Regions from separate parts of the Hordeum vulgare genome. Here region 1 is linked to region 2. A link is a contact called in public Hi-C data. All regions are on one chromosome and are shown on one strand. Each heading gives the region's core, a stretch centred on a gene start, on an enhancer-like site or on the middle of the called end of the contact. The rest is flanking DNA. Distances are from core to core; before and after follow the strand shown.

Region 1 (2,727 bases), core at 48-2,547, 210 kb after region 2:
TTTTCATAATAATAAATATGTCATCAATATTTTTGAGGTGACAAACATTTTTGATATGTGATTTTAAAAAACCATGAACATTTTAAAATTGTGAACAATTATAAAACAAATGAGCACGTTTTGGAATTCATGAATATATTTATTATATTTGTGAAGTAGTTTAAATTTAAGAACATTTCTATAAATCAAAAATAATTTAATAGCATGGACATTTTTTGGATTTTTTTAATTCTGAATGTTTTTCTAATGTTTTAACATAATGTCGGCTCCTTACAGTGTGATCCACTTCGAGGGAAAACTTTGGGTCTTCCTTAGGTCTTAATTCCTAAGAAGCTTATCTATTGTAAGTATAATGTTTGTCAAAATTGGTTCTCCGTTTTGTATTATAAAGCAACCAACACCGATACAACCAACGATAGGTGTTGGGGTGAAAGGAGCATAGTCTTGTTTAAAAGAAAGGAAAGAGAAAATACAAAAGTAACAAATACCGACAATAGCGACCAACAAAACGAGGAAGTCTCGCGATCGCTGCGTCCACCGGAGATCTCCCTCCAAGCTCCTAGACTCCGAAGCGCCGGTACCAATCAACACCTCCAAAAAGGGACGCGACGATAACGCTCCTGCTGCCAAGGGATTCTTTCAGTACACGGCAATGAGAGGGAAAGGGTAGCCCTCGACATCCTCTAAAAAGGTCCGACAGCACACATAGAATAAAACATTCGATCACGTTCCTTAAGAAATACTTCATCTCTACATCAATAATTGTAGTTGAAAAAATATATTTTTTATTTTTTTAACTATAACTATTTAGATATAAAGAAAGGAACCGTTTTCCTTTTTGTCAGCGCGTACCATTCATCCGCTGCATATGTACACAGGTTGAACGAGCCCCCTCCGCTACTTGTGGTGCCTGCAATAATCCACGTGATCCCGTTGCATCAGGATTTTAAATTCTCGAGGCTAAGCTTCTGGAATCACGCGGAATCCATGCGTTTCTCTTGGCGTGGACCCCCTGCCCTCCTGTCCACGTGCGACACAAACCACTCGCCGGGCCGCGGGCCCCCCACGCTCAGACACGTCACCGTCGACGTAGACACCCGCCTCACGGCTCACGGCTCCCGGCTCACCCCGCGTCCGCACGACGTGCGGCGCGCGCGCGCCACTCGCCCCGCCAACCCCACCACACGACGCCACCGGCGGCAACGCAAAGCGCAGCGGGCCCCACCTCCAGCGTCCACGCGGTCCAGTCCACGCGAACAGAATAAAAACCGTCGGCCACGGGACGGACGGCCACCAGCGCCTTCCCTTCCCCCGTTCCCCGAGCGCCGGCCTCCAACCAACAAGGAACACCAGCCGACGCGTGAGCGCAGGCCGACGGTCCAGCCGCCGGACGATGGGCAGCCTCGCCGGCGGGGTGGTGGCCAGGCGGCCGCGGTTCCTGTGCCTGCACGGGTTCCGGACCAGCGGCGAGATCATGCGGAAGCAGGTGGTGGGGAAGTGGCCCGCCGAGGTCACGGCGCGCCTCGACCTCGTCTTCGCCGACGCGCCCTTCCCCGCCGAGGGCAAGTCCGACGTCGACGGCATCTTCGACCCGCCCTACTACGAGTGGTTCCAGTTCGACAAGGTCCTCCACCTGCCCCCCCCCCCCCCCCCCCCCCCTCCCCTCCCCTCCCCTCCCATGTTCCCATTGCCACATCTATCTGTTCTTCCCAATCTCTCTCCCACGTCCAGGTTCGGTGGAGCCTGTAGTGCCACCTTTTGTTAGTAGCTTTTGTATAACTCCTCAGAATGTCGGCCCTGCGGATCTGAATTTATCCCTCCCCTCTCTCGTTATATTCATGGGACTATTTCTTTTCTTTCAAAAAAACAGGGATTCACAGAGTACAGGAATTTCGACAAATGCCTGGCTTACATCGAGGAGCTCATGATCAAAGAAGGGCCCTTTGATGGGCTGATGGGTTTCTCCCAGGTAATAAGACTGGGATCACTTCCTCCCTAAACATATATGTGGTGACCAAATTGTCAATTAACGATTGCAAATTGTCATGGCAATACCAGGGTTCGATTCTATCTGGCGCACTCCCGGGCCTCCAAGAACAAGTAAGCTGATGGATTCTGTCATTCTGATAACCTTACCACATCAACTCCAGTTCGACTCTTTCAGACTCTCAGTACTAGTTGTTCCTAAGACATGCTGAATTGCTGCTAGAGCTGCAACTTTATTTCGCTCATTGTTCTGTGTTTTGTTGGCAGGGATTGGCCTTGACTAGAGTTCCTAAGATCAAATACCTCATAATCATAGGCGGCGCCAAGTTCCGCTCGCCTGCGATAGCTGATAAGGCGTACGCCAACATGATCAAAATCCCCTCGCTTCACTTCCTTGGTACTTCATTATGTTCTTCACAGATTATTCCTTTACAGTTGTCGTGCTAGTTGTGGTTGGTTGTTGGCTAACGTATCTTTCTCAGTTGCTTCCTTGGCGGTGTGTGCGTTTGGCTGTCTCCTTGTCATATTTATTTTCCAGCCGGCATGTCTGCCTCATGTGCAGTTATGTTCCGGTGTTTATTATGTGATTAGGCAATGCACTTAAAGTACTCACACCAACTGTGTGGTTCTTTTGTATCATACTTTTACAAAACTTCCAAAGGCTTTATGCAATTTAGGGACAGTACTCATGAAAAGCTTCCAAGAGCTCGATGTATTCTAAATCTCTAATTATGGTAAACA
Region 2 (2,700 bases), core at 162-2,661:
GAAGACATTTTAAAACATCAAAGTAGGGACATGACAATCTAGGACAACATCAACTTTTATCATCTAATACGTGCATGCATCTGCATGTGGAGATGAGTGGTGTTCATATGAATCTCCAAATTCGAAATGTTCCCATACAATCACAGTCCTCTAATCTTATTTGGGATCGTGCCTCCTACACGCTTTCAAAAGGGATCCCTCCGTAAGTAGACTTGGACCAGGCGTGGTTGCACTAGACTAGATCCATATCATGAGCTCACTCACCTCCCGACGCGGGATCAGAATCAGATTAAGTCATCAAGCCATGAACCAGTTCACACCGCCTGTCTCGATCGACAACGATAAGACGACGCCGACGTGGGTGGTGGTACTAACAAAGATAGCCATCGATGTCTAACGTCCCGTCCCTTAATGCCCAAGGAAGACCCGAACGAGTAAGAGTAACCAAGTCCAGGTCTTCAAGTCAGTCTCCCCTTTATATTTTTTGTCATTTCTTGTACGGCACATCAGAGGAGCACGCGCATGCAGGAAACTCAAACTTGTTTAGCGCAGGGAATCGTTGAGGACACGGACGGATTCCATACGTTTTCGAGCCCCGTCAGTTGCTTTCGCTTTGCCTCTTTCACGGATTTTTATTCCTATGCGTTTTATTTATACGGTAGCACAGAAGATTGAGTGGATGGATGGATGAAGATGGTTATCCTGCAATTCTGCCTCGGTGCCCAAAAAGCGATGTGCTGAACCTCACACCGATTTCTACTAATGGTAATCGGAGCGGTGCTTCTTCTCTCTCTAAAAGTTTTAGAGGAAGAAGCTGATCGAAGAAGCTGATCGTGCGTGCCAGCTTTGTTTTTATGCGCACTCGTCCCAGAAAGAATCGGTATCGGTACCTAGGTAGGCAGGGGTTTTATATTCCGGCTGGCGGGCGGGCGGATTTTATTCGGGGAACAAAATATCCTGCATCCATCGTGTCATCCTATCTGATCGAAATGCAAGCCGAGAAATTCCGCACCGATGGATCGCTGCTTCCACGTATAGTGCTCCCAACTGATTAAGGTGCTCTGGGTTTTTTTATTTTCTCGCTGCTGCGGCCGGAGATGTTGATCCGGCATGATGATGCAGTGCAATGGACGAGACCAATGAGCCGTCCTTGTCCCTAGCACCGAATCGTCAATGTCGCTGGTTGTGTCCAACCAGCCGAGGTGGCCGCCATCGGGATCACACGGCAGGACAGATATAAGATGACGGGCGCATGGGCCCCCTCCCCTCATCAGAAAAACGAAAATAAACCAAAGCTTAACTGCAAGTCTTGTCCTCAGTCCACGGTAGCCATTCACATTCATCGCTCCCTCCCTCCCTCCCTCCCTCCCTCTCTTTCTTGGGCCTATATAAATAGGAAGGAGGCCACCTCTTCTCCCTCCCTCTCCTACCCTACCCTACCCCGGCCGTACCTCACGAAAGCTGCCCCTGCAACCATAAACGCCACACCCAGAGAGAAGATGTGAGCGCGTTAATGCCTAGGCTCGTACGCTACGACTACGAGCATCTCCATATCCACTGGTAGATATAAAGCACACCGCGGAGGCCGACCGTCTCACTTCATCCCACTCCCTCCCATCCACCTGCAGCTAGCTAAGCTAGCACCGGCCGCGCGCGCTGCGGATCATAATAAGCTTCCATGGAGCCGCCACCTTCTCCGCTGGGCGCCGGCGCCGTCTGCTGCATGTGCGGCGACCGCGGCCTGCCGCACGAGCTGCTCCGCTGCAAGCTCTGCCGCGTCCGCCTGCAGCACAGGTACGTACGTGCCTTGCGCGCGCGCTCGATCCAGTTTTTTCCCTACTATCGATCGACCTGATTCTGATCTGGGCGTGTGTTTGTCATGCATGTGTATGTGTAGATACTGCAGCGAGCTGTACCCGAGGGCCACGGCGTACAGGAGGTGCAACTGGTGCCTGAGGGAGCCCGCAGAAGCCCACGCCCAACCCCACGCTCAACCGGTGGCTAGCAAGAAGGCGGAGAAGCGGAGGATGGTGGCGTCGACGGAGACGTCGACCTCCGACGAGGAGGAGCGGCGGCACCACAACGAGGCCGGATGCGCCACTGCAACGAGGTCGAGGAGATCGCCCGCGGAGGTCGGTAAGCCGGTCAAGAAGCCCAAGGTCGACGAGAGGCCGCCGCTGCCGCCGTCGCCAGGCGCGGGAGCGAAGGGGAACAGCGGCGACAAGAAGCCGATGCAGGCCGGGAAGCTGGCGCGGCCGGGTAGGGTCAAGGTGAGGAGGTACAAGCTCCTGGCAGAGGTGATTAGCTGCTAGCCAGGATCATAGAATCAAAAGGGGAAGTAGCCAAATAACTAGCTAGGCACCGTCGACATTGGTGTCGATCTAGCATGTAAATATCGTTTGCCCGTCTTGTACGGGGTTTTCCTCTCTTTTTGGGGAGAGAGTCTACTACCGTGCTAGTGCTGTACAAATCTTAAGCCTTGTCGGTTTTAATTATATATCAAGTTGACGTGCATATATAGAAGGGACGGTTTGACTTTACGTCGGGACGGCGGCCCAGATGAGCCGGTACAACTGTTGCATATGGTTGCTTTGTGAAGCATAGATTGGAGGTGGCAGTGAGCGGTGTTATGTCGGGCGACGGCCTCAAGATGAGTTGGTGCAACATTCATGTTTTGCGAACGGTTACCCTGTGTCATAT

Evidence for each region. Hi-C and Micro-C count contacts between places; a contact is called where the count stands out from the background.
Region 1: a contact with region 2 is called in a Hi-C map of leaf, with 6 times the contacts expected there. The contact joins the promoter of LOC123426864 here to the promoter of LOC123430348 in region 2. A contact is called at or near these places in 3 of 6 Hi-C or Micro-C datasets (leaf and seedling) and 1 of 1 datasets of contacts at active chromatin or transcription factors (embryo).

Annotation. Positions count from the first base shown.
Region 1 is chr2H:503,271,790-503,274,516 of MorexV3_pseudomolecules_assembly, forward strand. It overlaps LOC123426864 (esterase AGAP003155), which reads left to right and starts at 1,298. Exons shown (of 6, transcript XM_045110761.1): 1 at 1,298-1,624; 2 at 1,871-1,969; 3 at 2,059-2,100; 4 at 2,254-2,383. The coding sequence starts at 1,394.
Region 2 is chr2H:503,064,159-503,066,858 of MorexV3_pseudomolecules_assembly, forward strand. LOC123430348 reads left to right here and starts at 1,412. Exons shown (of 2, transcript XM_045114215.1): 1 at 1,412-1,794; 2 at 1,898-2,540. The coding sequence starts at 1,679. The coding sequence ends at 2,312.